Linked DNA regions of Danio rerio: region 1 is linked to region 2. Evidence: chromatin contacts called from public HiCAR-type data. All regions are on one chromosome and are shown on one strand. Each heading gives the region's core, a stretch centred on a gene start, on an enhancer-like site or on the middle of the called end of the contact. The rest is flanking DNA. Distances are from core to core; before and after follow the strand shown.

Region 1 (3,919 bases), core at 46-2,545, 110 kb before region 2:
TCGGATTCCTTTGCATGGGAACCATACAGACCCTTTGAAGCAGATTCCAGATTCTCTCTTTCTCCAGTTTCTCGTATGCCATCTTTATTTTCATGACCTCCAGCGGGTGATCTCTCAAGTGAAGGTTCCTTTGTACAAGTGCTTTCCAAGTCTGACACATTAAATTGCCTTTCTGTGTGAAGCACGTCCTGTGTGAATTCGCCTGGAGATATTTGTCGATGGCTCTCAGCGTGACCCTGTGGTGACTTGGATGCCACTTCCAAGGGTTTAAGATCCTCTGGGCTCTGCTCTCGTCTCAGACTCGCAGATTTACTTTGTAAATTCGCACCTGAACTATTAAATCTGGTCTCTATGACTTCATCTGTTGGATGGTTTTCACCCGTCACCGATTGCCCTGAAGTTTCAACGCTCTTTGGGGAGGAACGCTCAGAATTTGGTGTTTCGGTTACGACCTTCTCCATTCCTTCCTTAACTTGATGAACTGCCTCCTTTGATGTCTCCATTTCTGAGTTCATCACAGGGTCCGACGCGCTGGGGTTGTTAAATGACCTCTTGTTTTGTGACTCACTCTTCTCATTTTCATCATTGACTAAAGCATGGTCTTGAACCGTGAAGTTGGCATCTTCGCAACATGGTTTTAAAATCTCCTTTCCTTTTAAAATCTCCAAGCTCGGAGGTGTGTTTGTTAGATTAACATCACAGACAGCTTCAAAATCAATGTTTTCTTCCCCATCTTGGCACTTCAGCTTGTCATGATCTCCGCAAACAGCCTCCATTTCGTCCTTTACATATGAAGCACAGTTTTGAGTCTGGTTTGCTGCTTTCTCAGGGCTTTCAGTTCCACCAAGAGCGTCACACACCAGTCCTGTATGCTCTTCCAGCCAGTCTTTTCTCTCGTGATCAGGTTCACCAGACTCCCATGTGCTTTGCTTGCATGTGTCAGACTGTGTGATTCCATTCAGCTGCTGTAGAGCCAGAGGTTCAGCCCTGCCTTCCTCTCTATTCTTTCTTCCTCCCTCTTTTCTTTCTCCATCTCCTCCCTCCCCATCCGTGGGAGTGCACACCTTATCATGAGGATCCAAACCGTGCTCTGCTGGTGGAGGTAATGGTGACTCCCTGCCTGGGCTTTCGTCCAACCTTGCTTTCTCCTCATCTGTCCTGGCACTGTGAGTCTCAATAGCTTGATTTCCTTCCTCCGTTGCCCCCCCAGGGTCTGGGCTTGGTCCGTTTTCCTTTGGTCCCAAGGAGCTGTTGTCCTGGCCCAGCTCCCCCTCCTTACCCTGGATTTGTCCCATTCTTTGGAAAACAAAAAACAAGAGAGAGATGTTATTGGCTGTGTGTTGTGGCAGATGATGGCATGACTCTGGCATGCAGGTTATGCCAGTGTTATCTAAAAATTTCCTGCTTTCATTCACTCCCCTGCACAGTTTGATGCTCAATAACTGTCTTTACTTGTCATTTTGAATGAACTCATTCTTGTGGTCAAACCGGATTTGTTCTGTTTGTTTTAGCTGCTTTTGTTTTTGTTCTGTATTACTTGTCATCTTAATTTATGGCAGTGAAAGTGTCTTTGTTTCTGGTAATAAAAGTAAGAGATGACAGGGTTGTTATTATAGTACTTTTCTAACCAAAAATGAAAGGTAACTGACATCAAATATAAAAATAAACATAATTTCCCCTCTTTTTATTTGTATAAACTAACAAAGAAACTACAAATGAAAAAAATGAATATAATAATACGCATAATGAATAAATAATACAATAATATAAATAATAAATTAATAAAACATAAATAAAACAAAATTATGAAAGATATAATTAAAATGAAAAATATTTATAGTATTTTTAAAAACAGTATTACATTGGCTCCAATTTCCTAGTGGTAAAGTGTGCCGACATAAAGCACCAAGGTGCTTCATCGACCCAAGTTCGATTCCTGGCTCAAGGTCCTATGCTGAGCTAGAGTCTAGATCGGATACACGGCCAGCCAGAAGTGTGATAAGCACATCAATATGACAGCATTTTTTTATGACACTGTATAACAATAATTTATATTTTTACAGTACTGTGATGGTTTAGGGTTAAGGTGAGAGTAGACGTTAAAAAATACATTTTACTGGGTAATTTAATAGATAGCATAAATAATACTCAATACAACCACTATATTAAATGGGAAATTTAATAAATAATATAAATAATTCTTGTTAACTTCCGGCCGCAACCATTTCCGATCTAGCAACAACCCTTTTCTGTCAATTCTTTACACCGTTCTATCAATTAAAGGCTAACACCCCTATAAATTTTTTTTGAAAAAATTGTATTACTTGTAAATTATTATTACAAAGATATCATACAATAACAAATAAACACAAGAAATCATATACTTGAATTAAAATACAGATGTCATGCTGAAATATTCACAGAAAAGCATTCTTTATACATTTAATCTTAACGTTAAGAAAAAAATGCTTTCAAAAATATTATTTAATGCTAATTAAGTCAAAATAATGACATAAAAGCATACATTTATGATTTAAAAGTCATAAGGTCAGAGCCTAGTAGTATGACATTATGAATTATGTGGAATTATCACATTAAAGCTTTTAGGATCTTTTTTAATGCTCTGAGTAAAAAAAAAACACCACATTGTTCTCAGTTCTTTACCTATTTTAAATTCAGTTCATCTGTTTGTCATTACTAAATCAGTGAGTTGTTAATCAGTCAGATCACAAAGAATCAACAAATTGGTAACACTTTACAAAAGCAGTACATTATTAAAGATGTATTAATATGTAAACTAAAGATTACATGATGAATTAATGATGAGTTAAAGCATGCGCTAATCATAAACTAAATTTAATGAGTTGTAACAAGTGTTCATACAAAATGAGTCACAAGAGTTCATGTGTGAATAACGTCTACCTTAATTACTTGTTAGTATATGGTTGTTAATTAATGTATTAATGAACATTTAAGTTAATGCTAAATATAACCAATGTGAACTCATGAGCTGTTAATGTATAATTACTTCATGACTTTACTTGGAGGGGCACATCACCATAAACTCATTTTTAACTAATCATGAACTCCTGTGTTTAAACTGTTCATGTTGATGTTGACAGAACACTTTTCTATTATTTGGATGTAAACGCACTAAAAAGGTGCATAAGGAGTTAATAAGTAGTTAAGAATGAGTTTATGATGATGTGCCCCTCCAAGTAAACTTATGAGTTCATGATGGTTAAATTGAGCATAAAATAATGTGGTAATTAATACATTAATTAACAAACAATCATATACTAACAAGTAATTAAGGTAGCCCATATTCACAAATAAACTCTTGTGACTTATGTTGTAGTTAATGTTAGTTCATGATTAGTGCATACATTAACTCATCATTAGTTCTTAATAATAATAATAATAATAATTTTTATTTATATAGAGCCTTTCCAGAGCTCAAGGACACTTTACAAGGAATGCAACAAAAAGATAAACAAACATACATGAGGTCAAATATAACAAACTTGAATAACACAAACAAGACCTAAGAGACATATGAGCAGGATAGTGGTGGATCAGATTAAGTGGTCAGTTTGGTAGATCAGATGCAAAGCATTCAGAATATAAGTGAGTCTTAAGTAAGGATTTGAATTCAGAGATATTATTAGCAGAGCGGAGTGAGTGTGGTAGAGAGTTCCAGAGTTTGGGTGCAATAACACTAAATGATCTGCCCCCCATTGAAGAGAGGCGATACCGAGGGACAGCAAGAAGGCCAGAGGCGAAGCAGTGGCGCATACTTAATAAAGTAATGTTTAGTTTACATAATAACACATCATTATTCATGTACTGTTATTGTAACATGCTAGCAACAAATTTGATAAGAATGATTCATTCTCATTTTGAATATAATGTCTACACA
Region 2 (3,657 bases), core at 1,131-3,630:
GCTTTTGCTGTGATAGCTGTTTCCAAAAAGCTATAGCTATTCTAAAGAAGCTTTTACATCTATGCATGAAAACTATAAAAGGCTGGAATATACAAACCAGCAGTGCGCTTAACTGACTTCTCTATACTGTAATGTAATGTATTTTTAATTTAATGCCATGTCAGCAATCAAGACTATTTTCATGGAAGGAACATTTCAATAATAAATATTCAATTAAAAATCAACAAACAAATTAATGCATAAATTAAAAAAGATTTTTTTTGTGTTAATACATGATTAAAATTTCTTACCAAGTCTAGAAAATATGATCTGATCACCCCAACTTTTTCCTTCTTACACTGGCTGCCTGTTAAGTTTTGTATTGAATTTAAAATTTTGCTTCTTACCTATAAAGCTTTAAATAATCTATCTCTTGTTTTTCTATTTAACCTTCTGTCTTGCTACAATCCAACCCGCTCTTTAAGATCTCAAAACTCAGGGCTTCTGGTAGTACCTAGAACAGCAAAGTCAAGTAAAGGAGGTAGAGCCTTCTCATTTATGGCTCCTTAACTTTAAAATAGCCTTCCGGATAATGTCTAAGGCTCAGACGCACTCTCGCAGTTCAAAACTAGATTAAAGAGCTATCTTTTTAGTAAGGAATACACTCAATGCATCACATAGTATTATGCATTAATGTGCTCCATGCAGGTTTTTTGCATTTCTAAAAACTGGACTGACACAGTTTCAATTTACTACAATCTTCTATGTGAAGCTGCTTTGACACAATCTACATTGTAAAAGCACTAGAAATAAAGGTGAATTGAATGTAATAATTTATTATTTTGCAATGCATCCACTCCTCTTGCCACTTGTTTAAAATCGAACCCATTAATAATAGGTCTCATCATTGATGGAGGAGTTTGGCCTTTGTTCACCACTTGCTTCAAAGCATCCTTAGTAGCTGCGTCAGCTCGCTCATTTCTTGAAAGCCCGAAATGTCCTGGAACCCAGCAAAAAAATGAAGTGATAAAACTTGACTTCTCTGTAGTAAATGTCTTAGGCCCTTTATTCTCAGCGGATGATGAAGTAAAGGATTTTGTTTTATTCTCGTATTTGTTTTTATTCTTCTTTTAACTATATTTTATTAATTTTCATTACTGGAGTACTACATTGGCTTAATTTGCAGAACCCATCAAGTTAGCTTGTGTGGTAAGATATTAATCTAATTTGTTCCTTGAACAACATTCCAAAAGATAGCCCTAAACAAAACTCTAGCTAAGAAATATAACCAAGAGAGGATTCTGGTTTCTTTATTTAATGAGGGTATTAAATAAAGACAATCCACCACACTGCCCAAAAATAAAAACACCAGTAGATTTAGACAACTTTTTAATGTGTTTTTGCTTTGCAATGCACCTTGCACAATGACTCAAGTCAATTACACGACTGATCACGTGATGTCAACACAGCAGTGACCAGCATCAAATAAAGTAAAATTATAGACAGTTGACATCTGAAGTCCGAAGACGTCGTTAATTTCTCCTGTTATCACTGACAACTCCTAAAGCGGTGGGTAGTTTATGTAAAGTCATATATATTATCTACACAACAAATTGCAGGACAGCCTATAAACAAGCCATTAGCTCAATAAACATCTAAACATCTAGCAATAAACAGCTAACATCACTGCCAAACACTTTCTATTGATGAAAGACTTGATCAGCATCCAACACAACAAGAGCATCGAGCTCCATCCAACCACAACCATAAACACTGCCTGTAAGTTGTCTACTCTACAGCACTGATTAAACACCTTCCCAAAAGATGAATGTGAATGATCAAGTAAAACTGAGGTCAATAACATCAAGTAGTGCAGAAAATGCCCAAGTGTGATTTGAGCAGATAAACACGATGACACAGCGTTCAATCCCACATCTATCCTGATGGCATCCCGCTGTTTAGCTCTACCTCCTGAGCTGTATTAGCATCGGGCCTACGTGAGTGAAATATATAAGCGTCCCGTTATGTTTTTATTGAGGAATACATAGTTCCCACACCTCGTGCTCGTTTCCGCTTACCTCCCCCGCGTTGGTGGTGGCGGTGCTGGAAGTGGACGCGGCGCTGGGAGTGGGCGAGCGCTGCAGAGTGACCAGAGCCATGGATGGAAACCTCCCAGCACAACGGCCAGTCTATCTGTCACAAGCTAAACCGGCTAGCGGATTTCCCCCGGCAGATCTTCGGGGACTGCGCTGCGACTCCACGCGCTCGCTGTTGTTAAAATGCCATGGCTGAGCGGCTCGTTTGTATCGTTGATTCCGTTTTGACATGAGCTGGATGTTGTTTTGGTGCTTCTCACTCACTTACTACCGCATGGGGCTCAAACTCGCACCGCTACTGATGCCCACAGTTGTTCATTAGCGGTGTGTTCGTACGAATCGGTGTTTTGAATGAATCTTTTGATGTGAACGTCTTTCTTTGCTTGTCGCTGTTCAAAGTGAGTGGCTTGCGTTCTGTCGTGATGATTGATTCTAGCAGGAGCCAATAGCCTTCGAGTGTTGGATGTGGAGGATGAATATCATTGGTTGAGATTACTGAAGGAACACGCCTTTTACTGAGCGAGTCAGTAGTGTTTTGAATCACGTTGAATATTTGATTAAACATGGAGAACTTCTCCTGTGTGGAAAGTATCAATCTTAGGCTTTTTTAAAAAGCTATACACTGCAGTTGACAACATTAGTTTAAAGTTAAAATAACTTATTTGAAGATGTTTTTAAAGGAGTGTGTTGCGGTGGTAATCGATTCAGTCGAGTAGTGAATCAGTTCAATTGGTGAGTCGATGACTGAAGTGATTCATAATTGCACAAAAATACATATTTGACAACACCTACTGGCGGAGCGATGTAATAATTCAGGCCACTGCTGTCACTGTGTGTAACCATTAACTCAAAATCGATTTCAATCCTAATCAAACAGCTGATCCAACTAAAGATGTTCAAGATTACTAGAGACTACATATTAAGCAGGTGTGAGTTGGAGCTGGTTGGAGCAGAGCTGCTGCCCTCCAGGAATTTGAAACCATAAGATATAGTTATGGAAACAGACCACCTTTTACTTTCTCTGTATTTAGTGGATTTACTTAAGTGTGTTTGTTATTTGGGTTATTTTACAACGGTCTGATAACATTTCTTCCATATTTCACATAAAAATAATTGTTATTAGAGCAGTTATTTTTTAGAATATGACAAACGGTCAGAATAAATAAATAATAATTAGTTTTTGTGACGGAAAGTCAGTTATTCCATATAGGAATTAGGGTTCTAGGGCTTGTATGACTGTAGTAGGTTATACATTCAATTAGGGGTGGACTTATAAGGTGGACCAATAAGCAAGGTAAGCAACTGCTTAGACCCCTGGGAAATTATGGGGGCCTGACCAATGCCAAAAATTAAAATTAATTATATAACTCATGAAAAATTTTGTCAAATCTGTCTATAACCATTAATGTTTTGATGTCATAACTTCTTTTCAAAACCAGGGGCCCTCGTGAATAGTGGAACATTCCTTAAATACTGCACATGATACAAATCTTAAAATCTAATCACAAATATGGCTGAATAACTGTACATATGGTTAGTTTGTGAACTTGTTTTTCTCTTTTGTGTGATTTTATTGTATTTA

The links. HiCAR-type assays count read pairs that join an accessible place to other places.
Region 1: a contact with region 2 is called in a HiCAR-type map of caudal fin, with 4 times the contacts expected there. The contact joins the promoter of si:ch211-108c6.2 here to the promoter of ssh1a in region 2. A contact is called at or near these places in 2 of 4 datasets of contacts at active chromatin or transcription factors (caudal fin and embryo).

The regions. Positions count from the first base shown.
Region 1 is chr5:21,040,833-21,044,751 of GRCz12tu, reverse strand. It overlaps si:ch211-108c6.2, which reads right to left and starts at 1,295. Exons shown (of 1, transcript NM_001030130.1): 1 at 1-1,295. The coding sequence starts at 1,295. All of the region lies in intron 1 of LOC141385793 (a long non-coding RNA gene), which reads left to right.
Region 2 is chr5:20,934,727-20,938,383 of GRCz12tu, reverse strand. ssh1a (slingshot protein phosphatase 1a) reads right to left here and starts at 2,380. Exons shown (of 16, transcript XM_005165198.6): 1 at 2,058-2,380. The coding sequence starts at 2,138. It also overlaps a transcript of dao.3 not described here.